3 separate regions of the Zea mays genome follow, and all the other regions are linked to region 3. The links are chromatin contacts, called in public Hi-C maps. All regions are on one chromosome and are shown on one strand. Each heading gives the region's core, a stretch centred on a gene start, on an enhancer-like site or on the middle of the called end of the contact. The rest is flanking DNA. Distances are from core to core; before and after follow the strand shown.

Region 1 (3,039 bases), core at 185-2,684, 130 kb before region 3:
CTTGAGAGTTGATTCTTGTTTGTAGGAGAAGAAACGAGCACTTGCAGCCTCTCGCGATAATCTGGATAGGTTGTATCGTGATGCCAGCACTTCCTTAACTATCTTGGAAAGGAGCCACCGTTTTACCATGACAGATCTGGATCATCATCGTCATGAACTGCAAGTATCCCAGGATGAGATCCTGCGGCTTAGGCAGTTAGTGTCAAGCAAGGACTCCATCATCAAAGATATGCGTGCCTCCAAGAGACCAGTCGCCCAGGAGCTAGAGGCTGCTCGACTGGCTACCAAAGTTGTAGAGGACAACTGCGCTGCTCTAAAAGCCCAGCGTGACAAGGCTATGGACAAAGCCATTCGCGCGGGGCAAATCTTGATGAGAAGGCCCGGTGTAGTTGTTCCTGATGACATTGTTGCAGACAAATCTTGACAAGGCTATGGACAAAGCCATACGCCTGATGCTTCGAGTCGCCCTTCCTCCTTGGTTGCTCCTGCGAAAGACATTGCCAAATAGAGAAGTTTTGCTGTGTTTAGAAGATACTGAATGCATTTGTGAACTATATGTGTGTGTGATCAGTGCGCTCGAATACTTGGTAGGATATAAGAATGTGTTCTTGGCGCTGAAAGCTATAACATTTTGTTTCTGCTGTTTATATTTCAACAGTCGTTATGAACGTTTGCAGAAGTAAGTGTGGCATGCTGGTTTTTGGAATCTTTTCCTAATTTATGCCAATTGATCAGCTGGTAATGTAACACCCTGGTGTTTATATTCCGCTCGATAACGAGTACGGATTTAAGCACGCAATATCAGTGGATAACACGAATTTTAAATTTTAATCATCCTCGCTTATCGCGATTTTAATATCGCATCTGTTCCGTTTGTCGCGAGTGCGACATCATTTTTACTTATATTTATTCGGGCTCTTCCAAAATTTTCGTGATGTTCGGAACATCGTCGTTCCGAAAATCGGTGCGTCTGATGATTAATTGAAATTCATCGCCGCGCGAATCCGAATTCAGAAGCTCGACCTCCTTCTACGCCTTTTTATCCCGGACAGATTAATTTGAACTCAACGACTAAAATGTTCGGGGCAAAATAATCTGTGTCGCGCGAACTCGTGCGCGAGGTTAAGATCCAATTTTTCCGTCTGCATGCTGTTTTGGCGACGGAAACACGTGTACAGTAGTGGATCTGGTTTCAACTAATTGCGGTCGAATCATGCCGAACAAATTATTAGTGCCGAAATCAGTTTATTTCGGTCTGTTGTTCTCGCCTGGATCCAAATCTTCGGATGTAACCAATTATTAAACAATTTGGTTCCCACTCGTCCACTGTAAAATCACGTACGTGGATCAGTAATTGAGCCTTGATTCACTAGTAAATCATCCGTGGCCGTGGAACTAGATGTTCAGACCGCAGGTAAATTTATCAGATTTCGAATCAAACTGAACTGTGTCGCAAGTATTGCCGACCTTTTTGTTATCGCTAGAAATCGTCATCAAATATTGGTAATTTTATTAATAAAATAAACAGAAAAGTGGAAAAAATCTGAAAAAGATCTCAGCCGATCTCATCCGCTCTCTCTCGGTTGGAATTTTGCAGCCGCCGCTCTACTCCCTGGATTTTTCTGCGCTCAGCGTCTTCCTCTGCCGCACGTCGGCAATAGTTCTCCTCCCTCCAGCTCGCCGGCGTTATCCTCTGCGCCGCTTTGGCTTACAAAAATCCTGGCTGCCGGTGTTTATCTCCTCACGGCGCCGCCCTGGGACTCTTCAAATACCCTGCCGTGCTCTCTCTCTTCAATGTTCCTCTCGTTCCCTGACGAGCTGCCATGGCGTCCACGTCTGTCGCGGTATCCTGGCTCCTCGCCCAGGACGGCACTCGGCCCTGCCCCTACCCCAACTTCCTGCACGCCATGGAGATTTCTTCAAGCTCGCTCCAACGCCGCTCCTTTTCCCCAACCGCGCCAGGCGGTCTGTCTCCCTGTGCGCTCGATTTAGTTCGGTTTCTTCCCTGGACGCGCGCTCTGCAGCTTGCCGGAGCACCCTGCGTCGCGCCCGGGTGCTTTGCTTCTTGCTCGCCGAGCCCTCCCCAGCTCGTGGATCTCCCTCGCCGGCGTCCTCTGCTCCTCCTGGTTGCTGAGGCCTCTCCTATGGCCGCGCGCCGTGTTGGTCTCCGGCTCGCCCCTGCTCATCTTCCCTTGGCCGCGGGCCCTTGCCATGCTCGCCGAGCTCCCTCTGCTCTTCTCTGCTCGCCGAGATTCTCCCTGGTGTCGTGCTCCTCCCCCTCACCCTGCTCGCTCGTAGCCGTGGCAGCTGAGCGGTTCTTCCCCCAGCACATCCTCTACCCTGGTCGGCGTTCCTCTCTCTCCTCATCTCCATGGCCGGAGCTCCCATGTGCCGTGCGCCCTGGTTCTTGCCCCCACGCGCGCCTGCTTCCCTGCTCGGATTCAGTCCTGCGCGCAGCCGCTTTTCATCTCCCTGCTCAGCTCGCTGCGCCAAACTGCCCAGCGCCGCGCGCCTGGCTCGGCCGTCTCTAGCTCGCCTTGCTCCCTGCTGCTCGCCCGGTCGAGCTCCCTGATCGCCGCGCCGTGAATTTTCCTGCGCGCGCGTGTCTCCTTGCGCACGCCCAGCACCCTGGATTTCCGGATCTCGCGCGCCCCTGGCTCCTCTGTTGGTCGCGCGGTTGTTTCTTGCTTCCTGCGCGCGCGAGCTCGCCATCCATTTTGCTCGCCTCTGCTTCCACCCAGAATTCCCATGGCCAGAGCTTTCCCCTAGCCCGGATCTCACCCAGTCGCCCAGCTCGGCTCTGTCCATACTCCAGCTCGCCCCCTCTGTTTGTTCTCGCTACTGGGTCGGGTCTGCTCGGCCGCTGAGTGTCCGACCCGCTCTTCTGCACGCAGTTCGCCCCAACTCCTGTCTGTAGTGGTCGCCAGTCGTCGACCCTGCTCGGATTCCATCTCGCCAGCTCGCTCCAGACTCGATCTCGTCGTCGTTCCGCGCGTCATCAAGAATCCCATGAATCGGGTGAAGACAAAGCTAGCAGCG
Region 2 (3,149 bases), core at 595-3,094, 180 kb before region 3:
AAGATTTTTTTTTTGGTTATTTAAAATAGCATTAGCATATTAATGTACATGCACGATGTTGCAAAAAGTATGGCATTGCAATTTGTATAAGTACACAAAATAAAGGTGTAAAAGTTTACACCTATGCATAGCCATAGTTTTTTTAAGTTTGCTACTAAGTACTATAAAGAGGTGGCAGATGAGACAAACGCTCTTGTTGAAATTAATGGAAGCGAGTGAACACAACCTAGTTGAAAATGTGAACGTTTATACAGGATTACGTGTACTACTAGCATATATTTGTGCAGACCATATATTTAAAGGTATGCAAATTGCAAAAGGAAGGAAGAAGAAACTGAAAATACAGAAACTTACCGATCCTTGGATCATTTAGTGCGGGAAGGCTGAAGAACTTGCCGTATTCACCACCGCCAGGCTTAATCAGGCTCGTCAATATACGCTTGAAAGCATGCTTGGTAGCTGAGGCAAACACAAGTTCGAAGCAAGGACAGTGGGATTACGTATTGGAGACAAATGATTGCTGTAGAGAAACATTGAATTGAAATGGGCATTTCCTTTGAAGACATTCTGTTACGATAGAAGCCTTGATTTAAGTCTGGAGTCGAAACTAAAGTCATGAGCGACTGAGTTATATATCTGCGGGGCTTAATAATAGAGTAGGTAGTATAGTCATAGTAATAGCTAGTGAAGTGACATGGTGGTAGTAGATTTAGAGCACCTCCGACTCCGACTCGGATCCGATGGAGAGCGTCGTCGCGTGGTTGTAGCTTGGCGCTGGTGGTGACGTCGGGGACGAGGCGGGCACGCAGCAGCTGGTCCGGATGAATCGCGTGGCACCTCGATGAAACAGAGAGGGTCCGTGGGCGGCGGCGGAGGCAGGGGCAGGGGAGGCTTGGCGGCGGAGGCGTGTGCGTGTGGCAACCACCACAGAGGAGCTGCTGCTCCATGGATCGGAGTGGAAGAGGGGCAGGCGGCGGCGGCGGCGGCAGGATGTGGTCCCGCTATCGCGCCCATCCGCCTGCAGCTTGGCTGCCCGGCGCCCAATAGAGGCGGAGGATCTGATGAAACGAAAGGCCGCCGATGGAAAAGCAGCGCCCGCCTCAGTCAAGTGCTCAAGCGCTATGTCATTACTCTCTTCTCCCTCCATGGACAATACTACCCCCCACCCCACCCACCCCTGCAACACGGAAAAGTGTACGCGGCACAACTGTAGGCACTTGTAATCACCACCACCACCACTCCTGCTTTTGCTTGCTCCTCCGGCAAGGTCGTCGGCGCTTCATTAGTGATTTCCTCTGGTCTGGCTCCATCTTGAAGCTACGATCCAAGCCTCTTATAGATCCACATGCCAGGATATCGATCGATCTGATCGAGCGCTTGGCAAGAGATGCAAAGAGCGAATTCATCTGTATTATTTAATTGTGCAGCAGATTCTACTCGAATTTGCTGCTTAATTGGCATCTGCTTGCTGGTGGCTGCTGGAAAGTGCAAGCATCGTGCTGCATGCATGCTTTTTCATCTGCATATACCATGTACTAGCTGCTAGCTACTACGTACTATCACAGCAGGCTGTGTGTGTGATTTAAATCAGTTAGCCAACCACGTACGTACGTACAGTACAAGCAAGGAATGCATATATATATACAATTCAATTCGCAAATTAAAAGCTATATATATTGGCTAGCTCGGCGACCCTCTGCTTATATTAATTACCTGTTGAGTTGGCGGCCATGGCGCGTTCGACGTGAGGCGGCAGGAGCTATAGGTCGTCGCCGGTCGGCCAGCACGACGAGAGAGGAGATAGATGATGGAGGCCTCAACACAAAGAACAAGTGATGAGGACGACGACCAGGCAAGCAGCTTTCTTATACGCACAGAGAAAACACAGAGAGCAGCCGGCCAGCAGGGACATGGTAATTTTTTTGTGTCCATTATGCTTACCGTACACTAATTATTAAGTCACGGGTGAAACAAGCCCGGCCATGATACATGCAGACGTTATTATTAACATGTACGATGAATCTCATGTTGCTATACTACTAGTATTCTTCTTTAAAATGTAGGGAAAAATCTACATAATTTCTATTAAGGGCTCGTTTGGCATATATATAGGTTCGCTCCATAATTCTCTAACTTCGAGAGCTGATTCTCCAATATAGTGATTCCGATTTATTCTGTAGCAGAAGTGAATTTATTTGACAAAAACTATTCTCTAACTTCATGGAGATTTTTACCATTTAGCTCTGTAGGAGTGATTCTTGTTGTGAACGGAGCTGTAAAAGCTCTGCCAAACGCCCCCCCTAAATAAATCTTGCGTTGTAAATGAAGAGCGCTTAGTAGATTTTAATTTCTGATGCTACTAGCTTCCTTATGTGTGAAACATGAATCTCATGGTTGCTCATAGGACAGTTCACGTATCACTAAACTCACACAACTCGATTTTCGTTCTAAAACAAATTATCTAAATATGGAGCAAACATTCTTGAAATAAGGCTATCTGTACTCTAAATTTCTATCTTAAAAATAATATTCTATCCTGGTCATCAAGATAGTCTACATATACTATAATTTATCGTAATCATATTTACTCTATATCTCAACTCTATACCAATTAACACATATTATATTATTTTCTTTCTACTGCTACTAGCACAGTTATTTCGAGTCATCTTTTTACAAATAACTCCTCACATCTATTTCAAATTAACCCGATGCACGTCCGTCCCCTCCGCGCAACGGCTCGTTAGGCCCGACGGCCGCAGTTCCGCCCAGACACGGCACGTGGGCCCGACGGACCCTTTGGTTAAATCATCGTAAAATGTTAAAAAACGGTGCAGGAGGTGGGGTTCGAACCCACACCCTAATAATGGAAGAAGAGTGAGAGACACTAGGTGAAACTGTTTAACCAGTAGAACATCATGTTCAGATGTTTTTAATATTGAATATGAATTGTACATATGTATATACGATTTTTTGTAAAATACAAAAAAAATCGTGTCGGTCCGAGGCTACGGCCCAAGCATGGCACGTCGCTCGTGCCGAGCTGCCCCATGCACTATTAAATGGGTCGTGCCTCGGGCCGGCCCACCAGACACGACCCATTTGGCCAGCAGTTATACCTCCACACAATAATTATGGTCATCGTCTCA
Region 3 (2,924 bases), core at 167-2,666:
GTTTGAAGGAGTGGCCTTCTGCGGGTTTCGCTGGGGAGCAGGTAGCCGGGCTCGGGCGAGGCGGAGTTGGTCCCGAGGGCGAGCCCTGCGTCAGGCGAGACGGAGTTTGCGCCCGAGGTCTAGTCTGCGCCCCTGTCGTATTATATGTCCCATGAGGGTTTGGCAGACGGCGTGCATGTACAGTGGTCGCACGCATAATCATGTTTGGTGAATCTTTGACAACATCACGGTCTTATTGCTACTGTACGCATGCAGCCCTACGTGGGGTAGGTACGCGCATTGAATGCGGTTGTCCCCCAGCGGCCTTTTGGCGAGCCTTGCCACAAGTATTGTCCCTCTCGCCCAAGACGGGCTCGAGCGAGGCGGACATTGCTACCCTGGGGCGAGGGAGCCTCAGCTAGGACGGAGATTCTCCAGAACTCACGCCCCGTTCGACATCGGGCTCAGGCGAGGAGTTTTGGGAAGACCCCTGAGGGGGACCTCACACGAGGCGGAGTTCTTGATTCCTTGTTCTCGGGGGACGTACTTTGATGGTGTCCCTAGGGTTTTAAGCGTGTTTTGGAGGTGTAGTCTGATACCCCTAATTATCATACCCGACATATGTTAACTACCTAAATTATTGATTTAGGAAAGTCTTTTAGAGAACTATTGGAGTTGCTCTAAGCGCTCTTCCCAATAGCGCTTCAGGTTGGCGATGAAGATTGTATCGTCGGCCGCCTCCCTTGTTAAGAAGACTGCTCCAATCGACTAAGCCACATGATATGACTTAGCAAGCCTAAGGACATCTAGCTCGGCCCATTAAGCTAGCAATAGGCAACACCACGCGTGAGGATGCGGAACTCACAGATTAAGAGATGTTAGAATCTTCTCACAACTCAAGTCTCAAACCAATAATATGATATAGATCAGTATGATTGCTAAACGAAGTAAGGCACTAAAAATGCATGGGAACATATATATTAACTGATTCTTCGTCATACCGTAGGAAAAAGATTTTATAACCCTAAGGACTAGTTTGGGAACACCATTTTCCCAAGGGATTCCTATTTTCGCAAGGAAAAATGAGCTAATTTCACTTGAGAAAATGAAAATCCCTTGAGAAAATAGGGTTTCAATCTAGCCCTAAATGTATACGTGGACACGGAGGGAGATATCAGGAAGCGGGAGATGGTATTGTAGCGTAGGGAGTAAAACATAGACAAGTGTGTTTTATAGACGATCGAGAGTCAGGGTCAGCAGAGAGTGCAGATCTATGCTTGGTTCCAATGCACTGTTCAATTGAGATTTTTATGGTTGGATTTTATCAGTTGAATGCACCTCTTTTATTCGAAATTTCACACACTCCACTCAAGTCTCGGTTTGTGCCGTAGCACCATAGCTATGCAATGGCTTAAAGATATGGCCCATTGAAAAATGCGATAGACTAGGACAGCGAAGACGTGGGCTAGATGGCCCAGAGGGCCAAAAGTTGGTCGGCCCATATCAACTTCAAACCGATGTGAACTTTTGATGGTTAGATGGGACCAAATTTTGAATACACCTGTATAAAGAATTTAAATAGCTCAAAACAGAATCAACTCGAATTCATCAGCATATGAAGGTTTGAAACAAAGATGACACTATATATACTGCTCCCAATGTCCATTGCGTCATGCATTCGTAAGACTACCAATGATGCATTCTTGACCAAGGCAAATTTCATCTTGTTCATGGGTTGTCCGTCCATATGCCTTCAATTATGCTTTCTTCTATTCTGAGTGTTCTTAAATCTCTCGAGCTAGATTGTTTAGCATATTCTTGTGATCATGATGATAGGCTATAGTATCAGTGTTGCGTTTATGTCATCCTCATAATCCAAGAAAGCATAGCACGCATTTGAGTATATTTGACCAATGTACTACTGCCTCCGGATAAAATTAGAGTAAATCCTAGATTGTGTAATCAAATTATATTGAAGTATTTAAGCTTTAACAAGATCAAAATTTATGCCAGTAAATGAAAAGAACTTTTAACAAAATGCATGAAGAAGAAAAAAACAGAAGCAAAACAAAAAAACCATCCTAATCACGCACAGCTTATTTTTATGCCTAACCTTAGACGTTGAAATTGAGCGCCTCACTTGAGGCACGCACAGTTTTATTATGCACTATTGCAAATATATTAGAAAAAACCAAAGTGATACTCGCTCTATTTTTATTTATTTGGCGTTCCCACCACGAAATGTTATCTTGCTCTAGTGCAACTGTCTTGTATGAAACATGATTTAAAACCCTTAGTCATTGATACATATAAAAATGCACTCTTGAATTAATGGCTAATAATAATAGGCATTACCAAGGGTACTCCGACCATGAAATTGCCACTTCCAATTCAGCGCCATTTTGTCCAACAAGTCGTTCCGTGTGCTGGCCGTCAATCGCAGGATTGAACTCAAGGACCCCTCCAACAATTTCATCGCCGGAACAGCGATGCAGGTCAAGCTCAATCGTCAGCGGCATGTGCAGCGGCACGGCGAGCGCTTCCCTCGCCAGCTGAATCAGCCCCCCCGGTCGCACGCTCACTCCATTGTCACCCTCTTTGTAGAAGAGCACGCAGCCGACGTCGAACAGCTTGCTGCGAGCAACGATCCTCCCGAGAATGGCGGTGGCGTCTTCTTCTCCGGCTTTGGACACCGGCAGGCGAGCAAGTTTGACAGCGACCCGGCCTTGGACGCCGTTGTTCAGCACGGCATAGATCACTTCAGCGAGGCCATAGCCCATTTGGACAGTCTCGACTATGGCCCTGTTGTAGTTGGAGAAGTCGTCGCCGATGCAGTCGCAGATTATCCTCCCGATGTCCTCGTCGTCCTCAGCGGCTTCTCCGGCTTGCGGGCTGCCATCATGGAGGTAGAAGGTGAAGGCAATTGGACTTTCTGCCGAGGTGGC

The links. Hi-C and Micro-C count contacts between places; a contact is called where the count stands out from the background.
Region 1: a Hi-C map of ear shows a contact between it and region 3, with 2.4 times the contacts expected there. The contact joins the promoter of LOC100277967 here to the enhancer-like site in region 3. A contact is called at or near these places in 3 of 25 Hi-C or Micro-C datasets (ear, leaf and tassel) and 1 of 3 datasets of contacts at active chromatin or transcription factors (leaf).
Region 2: a Hi-C map of tassel shows a contact between it and region 3, with 6 times the contacts expected there. The contact joins the promoter of LOC103646899 here to the enhancer-like site in region 3. A contact is called at or near these places in 13 of 25 Hi-C or Micro-C datasets (bundle sheath, ear, leaf and 4 more) and 2 of 3 datasets of contacts at active chromatin or transcription factors (leaf and seedling).

Annotation. Positions count from the first base shown.
Region 1 is chr2:118,254,582-118,257,620 of Zm-B73-REFERENCE-NAM-5.0, forward strand. It overlaps LOC100277967, which reads left to right and starts at 1,435. Exons shown (of 2, transcript NR_176328.1): 1 at 1,435-3,039.
Region 2 is chr2:118,209,715-118,212,863 of Zm-B73-REFERENCE-NAM-5.0, forward strand. LOC103646899 (putative aconitate hydratase, cytoplasmic) reads right to left here and starts at 1,845. Exons shown (of 20, transcript XM_008671525.3): 1 at 1,714-1,845; 2 at 355-459. The coding sequence starts at 1,732.
Region 3 is chr2:118,389,330-118,392,253 of Zm-B73-REFERENCE-NAM-5.0, forward strand. It overlaps LOC109944018 (60 kDa jasmonate-induced protein), which reads right to left. Exons shown (of 2, transcript NM_001364797.1): 2 at 2,168-2,924. The coding sequence ends at 2,331. Among protein-coding and RNA genes, the nearest start is that of LOC109944018, 23 kb to the right of the region's middle. Within about 2 kb of position 1,417, at least 5 of the 20 cell types and tissues checked have an H3K27ac peak or open chromatin away from gene starts, as enhancers often do. A contact at or near this core is called in ear and tassel, where this site is marked.